Regions from separate parts of the Xenopus tropicalis genome. Here region 2 is linked to region 1. The links are chromatin contacts, called in public Hi-C maps. All regions are on one chromosome and are shown on one strand. The core of a region is the stretch at or near the end of the contact, and the rest is flanking DNA. Distances in the headings are between cores, read along the strand shown.

What was found. A called contact is a pair of places that touch in the nucleus more often than the background predicts.
Region 2: a contact with region 1 is called in a Hi-C map of gastrula embryo, with 2.6 times the contacts expected there. The contact joins the promoter of nectin3 here to the enhancer-like site in region 1. A contact is called at or near these places in 5 of 5 Hi-C or Micro-C datasets (brain, gastrula embryo, liver and 2 more).

The regions. Positions count from the first base shown.
Region 1 is chr2:76,321,074-76,327,234 of UCB_Xtro_10.0, reverse strand. morc1 (MORC family CW-type zinc finger protein 1) reads left to right here. Exons shown (of 27, transcript XM_031896211.1): 20 at 3,542-3,604. Among named protein-coding and RNA genes, the nearest start is that of guca1c, 42 kb to the right of the region's middle. Within about 2 kb of position 2,569, at least 3 of the 11 cell types and tissues checked have an H3K27ac peak or open chromatin away from gene starts, as enhancers often do. A contact at or near this core is called in gastrula embryo, where this site is marked.
Region 2 is chr2:76,524,284-76,530,444 of UCB_Xtro_10.0, reverse strand. nectin3 (nectin-3) reads right to left here and starts at 2,901. Exons shown (of 6, transcript XM_002940109.5): 1 at 2,058-2,901. The coding sequence starts at 2,130.

The DNA.
Region 1 (6,161 bases), core at 1,320-3,819:
TCATTTTAATATTTAGGAATTTATAGGTGCTGGGCTGTCAGCTTTTCTCTCCCTTTGTGTAAAATGCATTGTATATTATTCTAGCAAAGGGAGAAGAAAGTCAAAGAAAACTGTGGTTCTTGTAAACAAAGAAAATCATTACAAGGTGCAGAGAGAAGGTGCACAGTACCTACAAGCTTACTGCCCTTCTGCAGCTCAGGTTACAATAGTAAACAGTGGTACTTAGAGAAAAAAAGGTTGCAGTTTAGCATCAGGTTGGCATATAGGCATTTGATTAATCAGGGGTAGGTAAAATAGATACCCCCAACAGAATTTGCCCCAATTATAGCACACAGTAAACTATTATAGAAAGATCCAGAAAGAATTGTATTAGCCATGTTGGCAAATGTTTTATTAAAAGTAACCAGAAATGCATTCTAAGGCTAAATATGTAAGTGCTGCTGTTTGTTTGCTTGTTAATGTGTGAGTGATGGAAGAAAATCCCCATACCCATTTAACTAAGCAATAAATACACATATGGTCAAGGAGAACCGTGATATCTACTGTTCATTAACACTGGCGAAACCTATTTTCAGGCAGAAAAATCAAATATGTCAAGGTATTATAAATGCTTCTGTAGAAAAATACCCTGTGCAGAACAATAAAACCATTCAGTCTGTCAATGCAGAAAAAAACAGGCCTTTATTTATTAGCCAGCTACAGTAAGACTGGTCCACTGCCAAGTGATTCACATTAAATCATTATAACATTGATGAGGCTTGTAATTTATTTCCTATAACACTGATGTCATTGGCTGTTTATTCTCCCCAAATTAGCCTGGAGGGGAGATTAAATATTTGCTTGGATGTTTACAGCAAAGCACAAAACATTCTCCCTTTTCTTTGCCCTTTAACATCTTATTATTCTCTTCTTTTCACTTACTAACTAAGATTGATTACCTTTTATATAGACACATCATTCTTATACAGTACCTGGAGGAGATTGGTGAGGGTTTCTAGAGGCATAAGCTCTAAAGACCAAATTAGAACACAAGCCAGTAATATGAGCAGCAGGGTTTGTGCATGTGAAGGCTATGCACGTAACTAACAGTTCCTGTTTGACCTCTCGCTCCACTCCAGAATTCTTTCTGCTCCACTGAACACCATCAAAATATCTCTCCCAGCAGGGTGGTCAGTGAAATAAATCAGTGTGGCTCATTAACTTATGAGCAGCAACATAGAAGCCTAAATATCAACACCATTGCCATTGCCTTTGTTTTCCTAAATACTTTATGCTGAAAAGATTTGTAAGGCTCAGCATAGCAGGTCCCAACACCCAAATAGTGAAATGAATGATCACAGTGGGTTCTTGGGCTGATGGAAGCAACGCTGATTTTGACAGTGTTCATACACTACTGGGGTACACTGTAGTGTAACTTATGCGCTCCACTGTCTCTGTGAACTCCTCCCTGTAAATTACATTACCTGAATTCATAATTAATGGAATTCTTAATACTTAAACCATGATAATAGGGACAATAATTGTAGCCTGTAAATTTGTAGTAGTGCTTTACTATGAGAGTCAATATATGTGGTGCTTTGTATGTTTATTCTTAAAGCAAATTATTACTGCTCAGCAGGTTACCTAGGAAGCTGCAGATCCTTTTTGTGTATTCATTTACTCCAATTTCACTATATAAATGAAATCAAAACTGAACAGAACAAACAGGATTCCTGTATTGCTAATGTTTATGTAGTTATCCTGCAACATAGTTATTATTTTCTTTAGTTATAAATTACTAGTTCAGAAATGTGTCTGTGGAATTCCTCTTGGTACTTCAGAATCCCCCCTACACACTCCAAAAACATGCAGGTAGGTTAATTGGCCCCTAATAAAATTGACCATGGTGTTTGCAAGTTTGGTAGAGACCACTGATCGTAAGGTGCACTGTGGCATGGACTGATGTGATTGATGTGCTGTATAATCTCTATAAAATGGAAAGTGCTGAGATATAAACATGACGCTTGCTCTACAATGTGGACGTGAACATTTTCAGTTAGTGCTTGTGTGGTCAGATTGGGCCAGCAGGACATCGGGAAAAAACCTCATGGGCTCTGCTGACCCAGACCTGATCCCCATCTGCCCTGCTCTGTTGCTACCCTGCTTCCCTTTCTCGATTGCGGCAAAAGTAAGTATAAGTCGCACTCGCGGGGGGAGGGGCAGCCCCAATCCCATGGACTGTAATAGAAAATGCCAGATATTGGTAGAATGTCTACTTTGTCCTAAGTCTTAATCTTCTCCCCATGTAAACACATCCACTAAAAGCAAAAGACAAGTATAAGGGCTCATACTCAAAAGCATTTGTTTCTGCTTTCCCCTGTGGTGGCATTTTCCTGTGTTCCACTGCAGGGGAGCACACAAACAAATGCGTTCCATACTTCTGTATGTGCCTGTACTCACACAGGTGCATGGTGCAAACACAAATGGAACGCAGCATGTTGTGTTCCACCTGCGTTTGGCAATTACATGCGCCTTTGTGAGTACAGGCGCATACGGAAGTATGGAATGTGTTCCTTCCTACACCGGCCAGCGGTGGAATGCTGAAGAATGCACCACAGGGGAAAGCAGAAGCAAACAAGCTCCACTAGGTTTTCTTACAAGTGTACTCTGAATCTGTTTTTCAAATAAAAGAGGAGAGAGCTTGCAGAGACCAGGCTAAAGCAGAATATTCATGAGACATTAGTTTTGTAAGGTGCAGATAACCTGTCCCTTGCCTGTCTGCTCTGCAGCCTCTATGTTTTTAAGGCTGCATACCCACAATAGAGTTGATTTAGGTTACAGAGCCTGTCTGCCAGCTCACCTTTTCTATCACAGCACCCAGTTATAATTGGACCTGTTCTTGATGAAGTGTAAGCGGGCTGGGCAGGACTTGGCTGAGCTTATTGCATTCCTGTAAAGTAAACCTCAGCACTGGAGTACCTGAGAGCAAGAAGCAAGATGAGAGTTGCTAATATAATCACAATATTGTTTTGCCTTAAAGTGATACTGACACTTAAAAACTACTCTTCAAAATATTAATGTACATAAAAAGTTACCTATAGGTCTTGTTCACTAATAGGGCCGTTTATGTAAGTAATTTTTATTTGAAGTTCCTAAACCTGACTGTTTTGCCAACCTGAATGTCCCTTCTCATCCTGTCAGTTATAGCTTCTAAGCGTATCTCTTTAAGAGCCCAATTCAGTTTCAATGCAATTCTGGCCTGATTGATTAAATATACTGTCCCCCTGAATAGCCCTTAAGGTTAGCGTGCTTTAGACCTCTCTACTCAGTTTCACAGAAACTTACTAAACAATGGCCAGCTGTTTCTGTTGTCAGCACACGGGCTGTTTTAAAGAGACAGATATCAAGTTTACAAAAGAATGAGACTGTGGACTTAAGGCATGTACTTTTGACACAAGTGTATTGTTATAGTAATCAGATAGCTAGATATTGATTTGTTTCTTTATTTAAAACATCTAATACAAAAAAAGTAATTTTAACAATGCCTTTTTTTCTCCCGCAGAAGTGCAATTTAACTGAGCCTCATTTAGCTGTTCCAGCATTACTAAGCATATCTTCCAAAAAGGTATGAAATCTTTTTTTTTTTTTTATAAATAAAGTGTCATTTAGTTTAAATGGAAGTTTTTTAAATATTTGAGATGTCAAAGGAAAAGACCACTTCTTTAAAAAGCAGATATTAGTTTCTTGAGAAGATCAAAATGAAATGCATCTTGTATTTTAAGTTTAATGGTCCTTTTAAAGAGAATGCACATGCACCCATTGAAATTCCCCTATAAACACATTGCATCCAGACAATTACACTTCCTTTCTTGGTGAGCATTCCTCTTTTCTACACTAATGATTTGCACAATATCAGTGGACTAAATTCAGGAAATATGTTGCACATGGTCTTTTTCCAACAAGAAACCAGGAATAGCTGCAATCAGAGCTAATTTTACATCTTTATTGTTTAAGTAAAACAGATCACAGAATTATTTAAGGGGGATTCTAATCTTCCTGTATAATTACACCACTGCTTGATCTGCTTTGTGTTTGGCTAGATTTTCTGTTTGCACATAATACAAATCTACCCAGATCTAGAGCTATCTAAGCATTTGGCACCAAGGGCTAAAAGGAAGATTGGTGATTATCTTTTTAAAGTGTAACTAGTAATTTAATAAATGGTGTAATAACATTGTTGAAACATTGAGCAGTTGGGCTGCATAGTGATTTAATTCCCATACCTAATGCAGTGGGTTTGTGAGAACCTATTGCAACGCAAGTGTGATCATAGGGAAGAGTGTGGGGCAATTTGTTTAAAGTAAGAGTGTAGGAAAATAGCAATATGTGACAAGAAAATGTAGAAAGTGCATATATTACCGGTGGGTACAGGAACCAGACAATGTGTGATAATGAAGGGTGCAGGGTCTAGGCAGTGATAAGTAGTGCTGAGGGAATTTTTTCACCAGGCATAGATTCGCAGTGAATTGCCGCATTTAGCCATTGGCGAATTGTTACACGAAACTTCAGAGAAAATTCGCCAATGAAAAATTTGTTGCGTTGTGTCAAAATGGGCACGGTCTTGTAAAAAAAGGCGTGATCATGTAAAAACAAAAGCACGGTCGCGTCAAAATGGGTGCGGGCAACAAAAAAAACGTGTGACAAACACATTTTGCAAATTTTTCACCATTTTGCAAATTTTACTGTCATTTCGCAAATTTTTCAGCAAATTGAAAAGGGACAAATGCAGTCATCACTAGTGATAAGACAGAGTGCAGAATAAACCTGTATAAGTGGAATGACATAAAAATAATTAAAAACATGGATTATAATCATAATGTATAATATTGCATAAATATATCACTTGTACTAATATGACCACATTAGTATAGAAATAAACTTTGTCTATAGTTTTCCTTAAAATACAAAAAGTATTTTTTTCCCAAAACGTTCATATTAGCTTTTGTGTCTTCTTTCCCACAATGATATGCTGGTATTTTCCAGCGTGTATAAGGGTATGTGAGAACCACACCTTTGGAATGAAGTAACACATTGCACCATCTAGTGGTGAACTGTGAAAATATTTTGCAAATAAACTGATGGTTTTGTGCCACAAAACAGTTGTTAAGGAACACTCCCCAATGCTTTGTACTATTTATCCCATGACGCAGTGGGCAATGTGAATGTGAGATTAGTGATAAGAAACTTTCTCTTGAAAAATAAAATATCTATTTTTGTATATAACTTTGGTGAAGGCTTAGGGGCAGATTTATCTAAATTCGGATTTGTGTAGTTTTAGAGCTATGTTCTACCATAACTAATTAGAAAAGTGTGAATGGTTCCTTATTTATTAAAAAATGCAACAAAAAAGTGAATACCTCGCATGGTGACTTCTATCTATAAAGAGGATATCATGAAATGAACGTCCGTTTTTTCGAGTTTTAACAATGCTTTTATTTTTGAATATAAACTTTTCATATGAAAGATTCGAGCATTATCGTATCATTTTATAAATACAGCAATGATCGAGTTTAATTTGAATTTATACCATGTCAAGTTTATATGACTTTCAAGCCCAGAAAAAAATGAATTTTAGTAAATGTGTCCCTAAATGTTAAAGCCAAACTAAATCCAAACCCTGAAGATTCAGCTCAATCTGAATCCTACAAAGGGCTTTAAAATATGGAAAAAATTATTTATAAATATATTATTGGAATTTAATTGGAGACGACCTGTCAGAATACGTTTTAGTGTGTTCATTCTTTTTGCATTTATCATTGCACAGGGGATTGAAAAGGGACCTGCTAATCATTTAAAGATGGATGTGCATTTTAAAAAGCATGATTTAGGGATTCTGTAGCGTTAACGTTGGTGGGTGGTGCCCCATTATCCCACTGGGACATGCTAATCTGCTGAAATTCCCTTGAAGATAAACAAAATGTCATAATAAAAGATGTAGTCACCCCCAAATCAATATCACGTTCAATTGTAAAGATGTATTTTCTTTTCCCTGGACAGATGATTAACTCAGATAACAGATAACTGTAGCAGGGGGTAAATGCATTTTATTGTTATATTGTTTTTTAAAGCAGTAAAGAAAACATTGATCATAAAAGATTTATTATAGTAACCTCAAATTTAGC
Region 2 (6,161 bases), core at 1,652-4,151, 200 kb before region 1:
GATGATGTGGATTAACATTCACATGTCCTTGGCTGCAACATTGCACTGACACATACATGTTTGAGGTTAGTATTTCTATATCAAGCAGCCAGTGCATAGATGCATTACAAGATACTCAACATTTTGTTTTAGGAAACAATACAAGTATCCTAAAAAACCTCTAGAACTCAGAAGTCTCGGCATCAGTGTATCAGACAAGACAAAGCATAATGAGCAAATGGGCAATGGGGGGTCAAAGCAGCGGTCACGCCAAAAGGTTATGTAACAGACAAATGATATAGCACTCAAGTACTGCAACTCTGTTAGAATTTAAGGGTTTTGTATAGGATCACTGTAAGCTGACAGAAACACTGCAGACATAAATTAAATAACAATAAAAACACCAACACAGTAGTACAGTGTTTTCTCTAGTGCTATTAGAGACTTTCAAATATACAATTCTGTGCACTTAACCCCCAAAAAGACAACATTCCAAAGTTTACTAAATATATGTAGAACATATCTATGAAGAAATGCAAATGGTATTGTATTCCTTTGGTGTCAACATTACAGAATTAGTTTTAAGTTCAACTTAAAATCACATCAAAAGTGTTTTTTAGGAATAAATAAGCTTTGCAACCAGTTAGCTAATATGCACCCTTAGCTAAATGCTCAAGCTAGACAATGAAGCATGGTAAATACTACCAAAAATATATCTTTTTATTGCCCATGTCACTGTACTGTAGGCTATAAATTCAGTATAAACGGCCTGCAGCCTTCCAGCTGGGATTTGTAATAATATTTATAAATTCCTTGGGTATATGGCAATATGTTCCATGTTCTCGCCCGCTTTACAGCTGTTTGTCTATTGTGTTGGTTTCCTATTGGAGGGACACAAGGACACAATGTGGCACAGGACACCTGCACTTGGTAATTTGTCAATATGTAAGATTAAAAAGCTTGCAGGGCCAAGTAACTGTCCTTTGCCACTTTGTGGATGAGTCTTTTGAGACCCCTGGGTCATTTCCCATTCCCTGGTATGGTAGTTTAACAACAGTCAATAAAACTATGGCTAAGGAGCACCAGTGCACATATGGCTGTGCCAGGAAACTATGCATGCAAAGCCACACAGCAATAAAGTGCATTCATCCCTAACAATACACATATAGAGGCGGTTGCCAAAGCAGCAAAGTGAAGGTTAATCCCTCTTGTCACCCAGCATCATAAAGCAGTGATGAGAGAGGCAGTGCCGTGATTCCAAGCAACATATCCGCCTCCAGTGGCTGCACCTATGGGAGCTGTGACATCACTGGTCTCCCAGGGTCACCCACTCAGAGGTGGCCACTTTCCTGCCACAGAACTCCAAGCCCTAGTTCTTTGTAAGGAATGGGCTAGGCAGCCTCCCTCCACTTATAGCAAAGGCTTGCAGGCCCTAGCACAATAAAACTAACTTGTGAAAAAGAAGAGGCTTCAGCCCCTGTGTCACACAATTGTCTTCAAAGACAGGGAGGTTGATCTTGGGATTTTAACCACACAAAGTTAATGACACCATTATTAATATGACAGGGAGGGGTTATAAGCACACATGGGTATCCAGATGGCGTTGACAATTCCTCCCAACATCGCACAAACAGGATGGTGGGAGTTGTAGTTGATCAACATCTGGACAGCGCTAAGTTATCCACCACTGGGAAACCTGCAAATGGTATAGCTGACTTTGAGGGTTATAACAAGGATGGGCAAGCTGTAGTTAAACTATATGTCCCATTCAGGGCTGTAGCCGTGGAGAAGTACCTCGGACATTCCCAACACGGGGCAGGACAGCGGTCCATGTCAGCTAAGAAGTATTACCGTGGGGCCGCCCCTCCTGCCTATAGCAGTAGCCTGGAACATGGTGCCTGAGGGAAAGTAACGGTCCTGTTGCACAAAGATCCCCGATCTGCCAGAGAATTGGGGACTTGGCACAGGGTGGGGTAGGGAATTTTCTTAGCATGGCATGACTGTGCATGGCTTCCTGGCACCACCAGTAACCCCCCATTACCCACACTGGGCAACCCCGCCCCACAACACGAACTCACCGCACAGCCTGCATAGCAGCAGCAAGGCGAGGGCAGCACTCAGGGACGGGTTCCCTCCTCTCCTCCGCGCCATGACACAGTCCAAGGGCTGCCGTTTCCCGAGAGCCCACTGCACACACACCGCGACTCCCAGTTGTCTCACAATGCTCCGAGCATGGAGAGAGAGGAATGGGGGGTGGGATGCGCCACAGAACCCGAGCCGACTGGGAGGGGCTAGGCGAGACAGATCGCAGAAGGTCACCCGAGCTGCACTGGTGCTGCTTGCTTTAGTATGGGACTATTGGGGTGGGTAGAACTGTACCCCAACCCCCCTCCTTTGCAGGGGAAGGAAGTGGACACAGGGGTTGGCTGAGTCCCCCTCTAAGCGCTGCTTTCCCTGTCTTTAACACTCCTGATACGAAGAAGGAGGCGGACTGAGTCAGTCAGTGCCCAGCCAGAGTCCAAAGTGCGAGCTTTCCAGTAAGATGAGCTGTGCCTGCCCATTCCTATCCCGCACCCAGGATCCCCTTCCCTACATGTGCCTTGTGCAGCATACCCACCGCGCTGGCACGGATTCGGAAGTCGGAAGATTATGTCGTGGGTTCGCCAGCTGTTGCTGACCTGCAACTCTCACATCCTCTACTCTGTCCATTTTTACTTGTAGTTCAGCAAGACTGGAAGCAGGGCTGCTTGTTTCTTACGTTCAGCGTCTTAGAAGCATGGCGTAAACAGACAGTCGTACAGCCTGGGACGTGAAATCGCATTACATAGTTCAGTGTCAAGCTGTCCCTTTGCAAATAGGCATACGCTTTGCCAATAGAGTCCAACATGTCAAATGTTTCTCCTTGCTAAATTCCTGCCATGTGTCACAAAAGCGACTGAGCTGAGCGTTGGGTGGCGCTAGAGGGTTGTGCAGAGTGTAGCTGCTCTTTGTTGACCACAGTGAAATCACATTTAAATCCCCCTTGCGCTGTAGTTTGAAGGGGTCGAGGCAGGAGTGGACCTACTAATGGCACATGCATACCTGCTAAAGGGTGTTATTAGTGCACTTAGTACTTATTGACAAATATGCTGACTTATTGGAGAGCAAACCATGAAGTCTATTCTCTAAATCTGATAAGGTAAATAAAAGCATGTAGCAAACATTAAAGGGAGTTTGCTTCTATAACTGAAGATCAAGAAAGCGACCTTCAAGTAAAGCAGAAAAAAGCTAGCAATGTCAGTCTTGGGGAACTTGAAGGCACACCATGATCTTTCTTTGTGACAGAAAGCGAAATCTGTTGTCTGTCTAGTGGGGCTCCTCCGACATTCCTAAGGGTGAAGACACACGGGCTGATTCACTAAAGTGCGTTAAAATGAGCGCTATTTATAGCATGCAATAAAAAATGTTATCGCTTCTTATTGTGAATTAACGCTCGATTGACTAAAAGGACAGGCGTCATAATTAAGACGCAATGTTCTTTACGTTATTTAACTCGTGATGAGCGTTATCCTTTCGTTAATTCCCGCCGCGTGTGTTATTTTCCACTGCACGCAATATATTTCGCTGCTTGCTATATTAGCGCACGATTTTACGCAAGTAACCATTACTTTCGAAAAACTACTTTTCTGAAAATTACAATTTCCCTGAAAATTGGAGGATGCATGACTCTAGGGCCAACATACTTGAAAAAATCCCACTGTAAAGTCCATGTTGTGTTGCCAAAAGCTCACGAACCACAATTTTCTTTAAGTACCGCCTGCCCCAAGTAGATGTTAATATTCGACTAATGCAATATTTAGCGTGTTTAATGCTTCATATGTGTTTGTGAATCATGTGTTAGTATCATTTCTATGCGAGAATTAATGCAATGCTAGGTAAATAACGCGTCTTAACGCATGCAAAATGACTTGATGAATCGGGACTTAATTATCACATGCTTTTTAACACAAAAAAGCATGCGATAAGCTTTATCGCCCTTTAGTGAATTGGCCCCACAGAGTGGTTAGTTGCTGTGACTTTTAAAAAACTCAGTAGTGGTGACTAATCGCGGCAATTTAGCTGCCCCGTGTCTTCGCTCTTAATAACATAATTCACCATGGAGATACATTTTAATAAGAAAAGGGTTAGATAATAGGGATGCATCAAATCCACTATTTTAGGATTCAGCTGAATCCTGAACTGAATCAAAATCCCAATATGCAAATGCAAATAAGGTTACGTAGGGGGTTAAAAAAATTTCAACTTCTGTGTTCATATGACAAAAAGTCACGTAATTTTAAGGATTCAGTTCAGTCAGAGGCTTGGATTTGACCGAATCCTAATCCTGCTGAAAAAGTCAGAATACTTGCCAAATCCTAAACCGAATCCTGATTTGGTGCATCCCGAGTAGATAGGAAAACTGGTCTTTCCAGTTCTCCTTAAAAAAATACATATTTTATCTAGTACAGGATCTAATATCCACAATGTTCGAGACCCCAGTAGTTTTCCACATAATGGGGCTTTTCATAATTCGGATTACTATTCCGCTAAAAAAAATTTAATCATTAAATAAACCCAATAGAGTTGTTTTGCCACCAACATAGATGTAGTTTATTTTGGATCAAGTACAAGGTATTCTTTTATTTTTACAGAGAAAAAGAAAATTAGAATTATTTGCTAATAATGGACTCTATGGGAGATGGCCTGTAATTTTTGGATAATGGGTTTTCGGATAAAAGATTCTATACCTGTACAGTATGGAAGTTTCCATCAGAAAAATGGTACTGCAGAGCAGGCTACTGGAATAGACAGCAACATTTAAAATCATTTAAGGATGCATTTAAAGCAGGAGAAGATTGGCTCCAGTCTAGAGACACATACATGCAGTCTGTGAACTCTGGCAAATGCCAGAGGGGATGCTGTATAATGCCGTAGTGCTATTTAGTGGACTAATGAGGGACAGATTGGGCCACTGTGTACTTGTCAGGGCCTATCTTGAAACCCAATCCAGACCTGGGAGTCATGTTATGATGCTGAGAAAAATAGGACATGTGGATAAAGGAAAATTTTGTCTTTAGTGATTTTCCATAATTATTAGTAGTCTATAGGGGTTATGTAATAAAAAGGTACTTAATTTGCCCAGGATCAGTGCAGTAACCCATCAGTAGGTAGCAAACTTCTTAGTTTTAACTTTTTAAACTTCTACTTTTTATTACATATGGGGTTTTATTTTTAAAGTGCCTATAACCAGAATAACTACAAAGTGATTCTACAAAATTTACAATAATACCAGTGGTTTTTACAATTCAATTTCTGCGGCCAATTTCATCAGCAACTATTGTTATTTTAGACTGTGAAAAGAACACACAAATTAAACTTAGGTTGAAATAAAATTCAGAACTACAGATCTATAAGGCAGGTAGGATTGGGGTCCCTGGGGCCCACAGGAGAAACTCACCTCAGGGGCCCACCAAACGCATGTGAGCACCATGGATGAGCAGGGGTATGTTGCTAAAATTTGCATGCCCTCTGAGGATCACATACTTGCTCAGACAGAATGGAACAAACATTTCTTCTCTCCCAGCCATGCCATGCTGCTTGCCACACTCTGCCTCCATCTAATCTGAAGCTCCTGCAAAAAAAGGTGACCATGCATTCCACAGTTCCTTCCAAAGAAATCAAACAGTTTTGGGTGGTCCTAAGGACCCAGCAGAGTAGCAGGTAGTCGACAGGACCCTGCACTTCATTGAGCAGGGCCAGTGGGATTTTTACAGGCATAACAGAGGGACAGTCCAACCCTGAACAAGATGTATGTTGCAGTTTGCTTAGATGTGCTTGATAGCTTTAGGAAGACATTCTTTTTAATGAAGTATCAGCGCAACATTTAGATGTCTAAATGTTGCATAGTAGTTTTGTTTGTAGAACATGGGCAATTTTTGCTATCTGTTGCCATAACTGAGGAAACATACAGCTCTTTCTTTAATTGCAGGAATTAGGAGGCAAGAGGTAGTGACAAGGGACAAGCCTCAAAGCAGGCTTATTGCAAATTCATTGCAATTGGATGGGGCTGACAAGCAGGAAATAGCATTTGTTTCAGTCTGATGTGCAGACTCATTGCCTATTTACATGGAAACCTGTTATGGGAATGGTCAACCCAATCCATT